2 separate regions of the Gossypium hirsutum genome follow, and region 2 is linked to region 1. Evidence: chromatin contacts called from public Hi-C data. All regions are on one chromosome and are shown on one strand. Each heading gives the region's core, a stretch centred on a gene start, on an enhancer-like site or on the middle of the called end of the contact. The rest is flanking DNA. Distances are from core to core; before and after follow the strand shown. Region 1 holds the start of LOC107955390 (chloroplast envelope quinone oxidoreductase homolog). Region 2 holds the start of LOC121231838 (NAC domain-containing protein 4).

Region 1 (4,911 bases), core at 1,718-4,217:
TTTGTATTGTAATAATGATGTTATATAGATAATTGTGTTAGTAATTTACGAAAAAATGAATTAAATTAATATTTTACATGTAAGAATATGTAAAATCAAAGTTCATATATAATATTACATATTAAATTTGACATAATATCTAAAATTACTCATAGTCCCTCTCCAATCCATAAATATGAGGATAATATACTTCAATGTACTTGAATCTATATCTTTCTGCATTGACAATAATATCTATACCAATCAAATTAACACCCGATTAGCACATTTTGAATTTTTTTCTATTATAAATAGAAGGTTATCCGAGTACTGGACGTGTGTAAAGGCCGCACCCTAGATTTCTTGGCACCTTACTAATGCGTAAATTATAAATGTATGAAATTATTTTTTATTACAAAATTAACCTCACGAAGGAAGAATTACTTTAATTTTTTAAAAAAATTACCACTATTTTAATCTCGGTACAAAATTATTACTTTTTAATATTTACAATACATAAATTAAAAATATATAAAATAAATCTCGAACATTCCTACCTACCCCCACAATTAAATATAATTTTTTTTATAAAAAATATATAATAAATGATGATATTTAGAGTATTGGTGAAGGAAAAGGCAGAAAAAGTTAATTCCTATATTAAACAAAAAAAAAAGTAAAAAAAGAAGAAGAAGAGGTGGCATAGGAAATAGGGTCATTATCAAAAGAAGAATCCATGACGATGGGAAATTATTGATTATTCATATCATCATAACAGTAATTACATTTATTCTTATTCTTATCTTCACCACTTTCCAGTTCATGATGGCCATTCTTAATAAAATAACACATAATTAATTAATTAATTAATCAAATGCCAGAAGGTTCCAATTTCAAACATTTTGGCAATCAACATTGGCAGCTCATTATAATAAAAATAAAGAACAACCAAAATATCAAACAGCCTTGGACTGTACTCTATACCTTTCTTAAATCATAATAGACTAAATATATTTTAAAATATCTCCATCATTTTTTTTTTAATTTTGTTTTGTTTGATTAAATTGTTTGAAAATTTTAAATTAATTCACATGTTTGAATTTTTTTCATATTAAAAAAATGTGAAAAATGATTAAGTAGGTAAGAGTTTAAAATTTAACTTTAGTTGAAAATAGGTTTAAAAAAAAAAGTTTTGTTTGGCAATTAGTTGATAGTTGATTGCCGATTATGGTGGTTGATTTGACTAGTTGATAGTTGATTTCCGATTATGGTGGTTGATTTGACTAACTCATTCTATTAACTGTTTATTTAAAAGTATTTGGTAAAACTTAACTGAGAGCTGAAAGTTGATATGTGTAAAATTACAAATAAATGCATGACACATTTTATTGATAGTTTTTATTGGGTAGAATTATTGAAATGAAACACTATTATCTAGGAATTAAAATATTTATTATGGAAATTAATTAGTGAATATTTTTGAAATTTACAAATATTAGCCACGTGGAAATTAATAAATATTAATAGTGTATCAATATAATTGTAAACTATATTATTAGTGATAATTATTTCATGTTCTTAGCATGTAAATTAGTGATAATTATGTCACGCTTTGAATAAATTTATCAAGTAGCATATTTCAATTAATATAAACTTGCATCAAAAATCATTTTACACAAGTAAATTGAAAATAAATTAAGAGTATATAAATATTGAAGAATAAATGGGTTCGATTGAAAATTTCTCGTGGCAATTGATTTTTGTAGATTCATGGTGGAATTTTTTTTTTTTGAAATTTACTTTAGAATTTGGAGGTGAACGCGAAAATGAGGGCAACCCTATTAGGTTTGAGAGTATGTGGCAAAATGAGTAATTTTTGAACAATCATGGTTAAATATGTCATTCCATATATCTTATTTCCAATCATCTGTTGAAAAAGTTACCCATCTCAATTTTTTTTGAGGTTTTAACTCAATAAACTCTTACAATCTTCCATTTATGCCCAAACCAGTTAAAAAAACTTGAAACTCTGTTTATCAAATAACCGTTTATAATAAAAAATATTTAAATGTACTTAAAAATCATAAACTTTTATTGAGATGCATAAAAAATAAATAATTTAAAGTAAAAATATTAAACCTCGTAAAAAATGTTAATTTAAACAATAAAAATAATGGATAATAAGAAAATTAGAATTCATATTGTGGCATAAGGGACCTATGCATGGGACACGCACAAAATAATAATACTACTAATAATAAAAGGATGAACCAACTTGCAACTTGCCCATTTATGTATTCAAAGCAAGCGGCCGCCATACCTGGAATCGTAGTATTTTGACTTTTTAATTAAAGAACAGCTGCACACAGGATTGAATTTAACTCACCATTTCTTTCAAGTAAATAACAATAAATTTTTTTTTTTACATTACAAGGTTGAAAAATATTTTTAAAAATTACAGTAAAAAAATATTGTGAAAAAAATAGTTTATTAATTTATTATATTTTTTTATTTCACAATTAATCTTAAAAAATTACCATGTATTTTTTGAAAATATTTTTTTAATATTATACTGTACTCTTATAAGACACTTATCAACTCCGTGGCTCTGTTTGTGGACTTAAAATTTTTTTTTTCAATGTATCAAGTATTTTCTCTTTAATATAATGATATATAAAATATAAATTTTATATATCTTTTAAATAATATAAATAAAAATATTTTGATAATTTTTGCTTCCAAAAATAAAATTAAAAAAAAATCTGATCTCGACTTTTACGTTAGGTAAAAAAAGGTCAAATTTTTACCCTTAAAATTTGAAACTCAAATCACAATGGAAAAAGGCCTAACAGTTTTAACCATTTATTCTATTAATTAAATTCACAATGATAATTTAATTTAAGAAATAAATTATGAAGAAAATTACATTGACTATATTTTGTTTGCGTGGACTAATAAAATTCAATGTTTCTAGAGGCATCACATTGGTTTGACATATACACGCATTTCAATTGGACATAAACATATTCATATTTGCATTACTTTACTATAAATTCCAAGTATCTGACGCCAAATTATATCATCCTCTTCCTCACCTATTAATCTTCAGTTTTTGCCTTCCCACCACCTTTCACTTTTCATTTCCTCTAAGATAAGGAATAAAATGGCGACGAATATGATGCGAGCCGTTCAATACAGTAAATATAACGGAGGAGCCGCTGATCTCAAGGTTATATTCTTGCTCTTATGTTTTTTTTTTTTTTTTTTACTTTTTCATGCTTAAGATGGAGATTTAATTAAATTTTGTTTAATTTAGTCCTTAATCTTATTGGCTTTTATGGATATAAGGGTGAAGAAGGGGGGGGGGGGTTAGAATGAGCTAATTAAATTAGGACAGTAGATTTAATTCTGAGAAAACCATAATTTGCGGGAAAATAAGTAAGTAGCAAATCCTACCACCGTATCATTGGGTAAAATCTTACACGTGTCTGCCTCTGCGGCTCAGCGTCACCGTCATCGGCGGTGCTCGTCGTCACCATCGTGAAACTTTATATGTCTGGCGCTTTTTTTCTTCTTTTCATTCTTTCTTTGAGTTTTTTTTAAAAAAAAAAATTACAAGTGAAATCGAAATGTCCAGGATTTTGGTTGTTTATTAAATGTTAAGTTTGATTTTTGAGTTAAGAGTGGATAGCCAAATGGATTATTATCCTTATATTGAAATGATAGTTACACAGTGTTTAAACCCTGTAATCTCATCCCAATATAATTTGGAGATAAAATTTAATTATTCTTCAACTCATCAATTGAATCCTTATATGGAATTTTGTGGGTGTTGCAGCATGTTGAAGTTCCGATTCCCAGTCCAAAAAAGGAAGAAGTTTTGATCAAAGTAGAGGCAGCTAGTATTAACCCAATCGACTGGAAAATACAGGAGGGGGTAGCGCGCCCATTTTTACCTCGCAAATTCCCCCACATTCCTGGTACTTTTACTTTTCTCTAGATGGTTCAGCCCAATGGTGGATTTAAAGCATCAAAACTTTTCTTTCTTGTACTAGTTTGAATACTTGTTTTCAATCATTAGCTAAAGAACATCTGGTGGAGCAGGTACCGATGTAGCAGGAGAAATCGTACAAGTTGGATCAGGTGTCCAGAGTTTCAAAGTCGGGGATAAAGTTGTTGCCGTACTTGGTGTAAGTACTCATTCTTATTCTTGGGTTGTTGCATACTTGCATGTGGGAAACATATGTATGGTTGATGTTACACTCGACAAGTTCGTTGGTTCAAGTTTTACTACAACCAAGCCATAAGATTCTTGTTCGCCATTATTATTCATCTCCTTGTTTTAAATGCTATCTAGCATCATTTATGTCCTTTTTCGTGCCAATTTCTTATTATATGAATGTATTTTGCAATCATAGAATGGAGGTGCACTAGCTGAATATGCTGTGGCTAAGGCAGGCTCCACAGTTCCAAGGCCTCCAGAGGTATCAGCCCCTGAAGGTGCAGCTTTGCCAATTGCTGGCCTCGCAGCTCACCAGTCACTCACCCAGCTTGCTGGGCTCAAACTTGATGGAACTGGCCCGCAAGTAAACGTATTGGTTACAGCAGCTTCAGGTGGTGTAGGTCAATATGCAGTGCAACTCCTAAAGCTTGCAAATGCACACATTACAGCCACTTGTGGGGCTCGTAATATGGATTTAGTCAGGAGCCTGGGGGCTGATGAGGTTCTTGACTACAAAACTCCTGATGGGGTGGCTCTCAAAAGCCCTTCTGGTCGCAAATACGATGTAATCATCCACTGTGCACACAACATTCCTTGGTCTACCTTTTCGGCTAACTTGACTCCAAAAGGAAAGGTAGTAGATACCACTCCTGGTTTCGGTACTTTGATGAGTGTTGCTGCGAAAAAGATTTCATGCTCAAAGAAGCAAC
Region 2 (4,911 bases), core at 800-3,299, 190 kb after region 1:
GTAAAGCTTTTGGATAATGTTAGTTCAGCTTCTTGGCAGCTAATATTTCATCCGCGAAGTCTAAAGGACAGACAGCAGCAACATAGTTTGAATTCAAGCTGTAATATTTCAGACAACTTTCTCCATTAAGTTAAGCTGTAATTTGGAATGGCATCATTCAAGTAGATGATGGTCAACCCTTCATACACTATCTTACATTAGGTTACATATAGCATCACTTGTAATTCTTATTTTACAGTCCAAAAACCCTTCAAACATCAAAAATGCAAAATAGCAATACAAAAAAAACAGGAATATTCTTTACTGTCTGCAATATATGCTAATAACATTTGAGCATCTCTTGCTCTTTGCTACTGCTGGTAGCTGATACTTCCTCCAGCTCGAGCCTCTGTGGTCTCTACATGATCGTCATGTGAAAGACGCGGCCTTTTACTAGGTTTCTCCATCGAATCAGATGATCCCACTGCACCTAAGACTTCATTATCAGCAGCAGATGGATACGGTCTGTTTTCTTCTAGGAGGTAGGCTTCATCATTGTCAACAAAACTTGAATTCAAGAACTCAACATCATCTGGGTTGGTGATAGATTGATCTTGAATCCAATTAGAGTTATTAGTTGCCTGTGGTACTTCTAATAACTCATCAAACGATAACCCCTCATTGTAGAAAAATTCCTGAAACGTATGCAAAAACAGCTTTACTTTTTATCTTCATCATAATCTGCAGGAATAAATAACTAAGAGAAACAGATTTTTACCGCCGGAATTAAAACCTCATCGCCAAGATACTCGAAACTAGAAGGTATTCCTAATCCCTCAATTGCAACAACTACATTATTTTGATCGCTTCTTTCGACGGTGATGGTTTCATCACCATTAGTAAGAACCGAACTACAGGACTTATCATCCTTTTCAATGATGCTATTCAGTTTTTGAACCCCACTGTTGCCTTCGGGTTCATTGCATTCTTTTGACCTCTCGTGTAAATTTCCCTGAATCAAAGAAATGAGCATTTAGTCATCATCTAAACAGATAAATGATTAAGAAATTCTGCATTAAGCATCTTACCTTCGAAATCGCATCATCCAGATCATGAGACGATAAATTAGAGACTACATCATCATTGGCTATATTATGTTGACTACTTATTTCTCCGGCATAACTCTCAATGCCGGATTGATTATGAACAACATCATCACAGTCCTTATGCTGACTTGATTGCCCAGCATCAGTGCAGGAAATATCAACCCTTTTCTTCAATTTACAAAGGTTGAATGTTTTCTACAACAAATCAAAGCAAATAAACAAAAAATCGAACATAATAAAAGCTAAAATATATTAATTCAAATGAAATAGTGACTTACCCGATCAGTGTCAGTGGAGTTAGGGGCAGCCACGAGTTCATACTCATGCATAACCCAGCAAGTCTTGATTTTGTCTTTATCATTACATTGGCCTTTATAGTAAACCAAGGTCTTCTTGGTGCCAATCACCTTCCCTGTTTTAGGGTCTATAATTTTCCGAGCATTGCCCGTAGGTTTCCAATAACCTTCCCGGGTGGTCCGGTTAATTCGTTTACTATTCCGGTACTTATATGTCGGTGTATATATGAAGTACCATAATCGATCCCCAGTTTGCAATTTGGAACTCTCTGAAACACCAAAACATACATACATATATTTCACCAAAATGGATATAAAAAAAAGTCCCAACAAGTTCACCATACATATATAAAAGATTACCAGCTAGTTGCCAAGGCTCCCACTGGCAGATGTCCGGTACTTGATCAATAACTTGGACGAGAGAATCACGGTCGACGCAGAAGGTTACGAGGAGCAGATACTCGATGAGTTCTTCGTCGGTTGGGTGAAATCTGAAACCTTTAACTGTGTTCATTTTGTTTCAAAAAGATTGCTAAAGGAAACTAGAAGTAAAAAAAAAATGGCTGAAGGAGTTGAAATGAACCAAGAGAGCATAGGAAAGTTTGTGCCAAAATATTAACATCCTCTCCATGTATATAAATATACAGAGAGTGGAAGACTGAGGCAGTAATTACACTCTCCTTGCTTACTAAGTTGTAGTACAAATACTTCAAGTGGATCCCACTATACGTGTCAGTTCCTCTTCGGATCACTATTATTCTTTTTCTTTGCTACAAGGACCACTATAATTCTTGGCCTTCCTGGCTAAGTTTGTAATTTCAATAATCTTTTATATTTTTCTATTTTTAATTTTAAAATTTCATTCTGTAACCCAAATAGATAAAATTCATGGCCTATATTATTTTATTGTGCTAATCTAATAATTATCAATATTATTTTTCTTAATAGTTTTAATTTATATAGATTTTTCTCATTTATGTATTTGACACACATTTAAATAGTGCTTTGAAATAATACAAATCCAAACCCTATCTTCCAGTATCCATCAATATTTTCCTTGCATTTGCTAGGAACTTGACGTCGACCCCTTCCGAAAGTGCTTGACTCAAAGCTCCCTTTGTTTGCTTGGAATCAAGCCAAGGAATTATCAATTCACTTGGTCACCAAGGAAACACTTTTGGTCAACTTTTTACCGGTTGAATTTTATTATAGGTGTAATCATTAGATTCTCCATCTCATCTAAACAAATTGCTTTTAGTTAAAATTTTTGATTTTTTACAAGTACTTTTAAAAAATATTAAAAATTAAAATTTTTAATTTTTTTCTCCCAAAACTATTTTTGATGCTTAATTACTTTTTCACTCTTCAATAATGTAGTATTTTCTTTTTTTTTTCTTAGTACTTAACTACAAATGTGTTTAAATCATTAATTAAAAATAAAAAAATATTTTTAAAATAATAATTACACATATTTAATGGTTATATTTAAATATTTAAAATATAGTTTATATATTTTAATTAAATTTTATAAATAATTAATATTTATTGCTTAAAAATATTTAGAATTTATATTTCATATATTAAAATATTAACAATAAATTATAATAATTTTTTTTATTCTTACTAAAATATAATAATATTAACTAATTTAAATATTATTTAAATGTATATTTGTTACTTAATAATAACATTCTAAAATGAATATTTTATTTCTCAAAAATATTTTTTAACAGCAATACTAAACACTCAAATTTTAAACTAATCTTTTCAAAATCATTTTTACACAGTACTTTTCAAAAGTATTGCTAAACTAGCCCTAAATCTTGCAAAAACTGCTACTATATTTCAAGTAGATATCCTGGAAAGGGAAGTTTCATTCCCAGCATAAAATGTGCAGAGCAATTCATCTAAATAAAAGCAAAATAATAAATGAAAATTGATGTCAATATATCTTAAAATCCATAAAATCCAGGTGCATTTAGCCAGCAAAGCCAGTTCAGAGCTCAAAGTGGGTGGATCTAAAAGATAAGAACAACATTAGTATCATGATATTCTACACTTTGCAACTTCTTTGTCTTCCCAAACATGGCATATGTAAGATGACCATGCAAGGGGAAGTGTCATTTGGTGCTTCATTAGCATTCTTCTACGAAAGCAAAGATACAAGAGAGACGAACTCCAATGTTATCCGACCCTTGGATCTTGTGTTAATGACAAAGTGTTCAGGATATTTTCTCAACAACATAAGCAGACCGTACCATGGTTTCCCCTTGGATTCAGGACCGGGCCAGTCCTCGGATGTAAGGTATCTTCTAACTCTGCTGTGATGCCAGACGCTACTAAACTGTTCAACTAACTGTAACAAGAAAGGCAAGGAAAGTAAGCAATCTTGTAAACTATTAAGGTTCAAGAATCACAAGAATGGGATAAACCAAATGAGAGGAGAAAAAATGCAGGCAAGAGAAATCAGAACTCTTTAAGCAAACATTAGCCAATGGACTTTGTTCTTTCCTAAATTTCTGTAAACTTTCCAGACATCAAATACAAATATGCTAAGGAGATCTTACAACCACGAATTCATTGAATTTGTAGCCACTTTAAACAAAGGAAAGTTAGGAGCGGAAATAATCTGTGAAATTTGAAATCAATAAATCAGAATTACAAACTGACTAGATCTTGTTCGCCCCTCTAAATTGCAGGAGCTAAAAAGAAAGGCGCGCGAGGAGAAGGAAAATAAGTAGCACTACTAGCGTGGGTTGTTGTCATTATCATTCGCTTACAAGGACTCTTCCTTTTTCTTTCTCCAATACATGTACATTGATTTTGTGGCCTTTTTGATAGCGTGACATCACAATCGAGCAAGAAAAGTCTTAGCTCCTAATTACACTCCTACTCTATCAAAATTTCGGAGCAAATTATAGAAGAACCATTTCCATGCCAAAATCTAAAAAGCATGGTAAAGCACATTAATAAAGGGAGAATCAAAATAAAGCATCAGTGCTACTGTCAACTGGTCAGGGATGTCATCAGCAAAAAATAATTATATTTATGCAAATGTCAAAAGCCCAAACTGGAACTAACATAAGATTTAGATCACTATAAGCTTAAAACTAACCTCAGCGTGGAGTTTCTCCATGGCCATCCATTCTCCAGGACCACAAAGATCTGAAAGCACAGTAGCTACAGAAGAAACCACATCCTTCTCTTCCAACTGCATAAGTTGTTGATTATCAGATTCTCGGTCAACTCTAGATCTTCCCTCTCCCTTCTTCTCTACAGGAACTGCAGATGATACCATGGCAATCAAACAGAATTTATTGTCCATCAAGTAAATAAAGGAGGAACTTTTAGTTCCTGTTCGGGTAAAATATTGAAAGAAAAATATTGATGAATTGAATGAGAACAGCATTAAGGAACGAAAGTTCATGCTCAAGGATGTAAAACTGGTTGATGAAATCCTAGATATCATTTTGGTGCCATAAAAATCAAAAGTAACTTTTTGAAATGATAGAGTCAGTAATTCGTGGCTG

What was found. A called contact is a pair of places that touch in the nucleus more often than the background predicts.
Region 2: a contact with region 1 is called in a Hi-C map of leaf, with 1.9 times the contacts expected there. The contact joins the promoter of LOC121231838 here to the promoter of LOC107955390 in region 1. A contact is called at or near these places in 2 of 34 Hi-C or Micro-C datasets (both in leaf).

Annotation. Positions count from the first base shown.
Region 1 is chrA07:93,276,479-93,281,389 of Gossypium_hirsutum_v2.1, forward strand. LOC107955390 (chloroplast envelope quinone oxidoreductase homolog) reads left to right here and starts at 2,968. Exons shown (of 4, transcript XM_016891168.2): 1 at 2,968-3,208; 2 at 3,818-3,959; 3 at 4,084-4,169; 4 at 4,398-4,911. The coding sequence starts at 3,143.
Region 2 is chrA07:93,462,416-93,467,326 of Gossypium_hirsutum_v2.1, forward strand. LOC121231838 (NAC domain-containing protein 4) reads right to left here and starts at 2,050. Exons shown (of 5, transcript XM_041116667.1): 1 at 1,742-2,050; 2 at 1,364-1,650; 3 at 1,068-1,280; 4 at 758-991; 5 at 93-674. The coding sequence starts at 1,895. The coding sequence ends at 351. It overlaps LOC107925759 (FHA domain-containing protein FHA2), which reads right to left. Exons shown (of 3, transcript XM_041116668.1): 2 at 4,497-4,663; 3 at 3,308-3,737. The coding sequence ends at 3,528.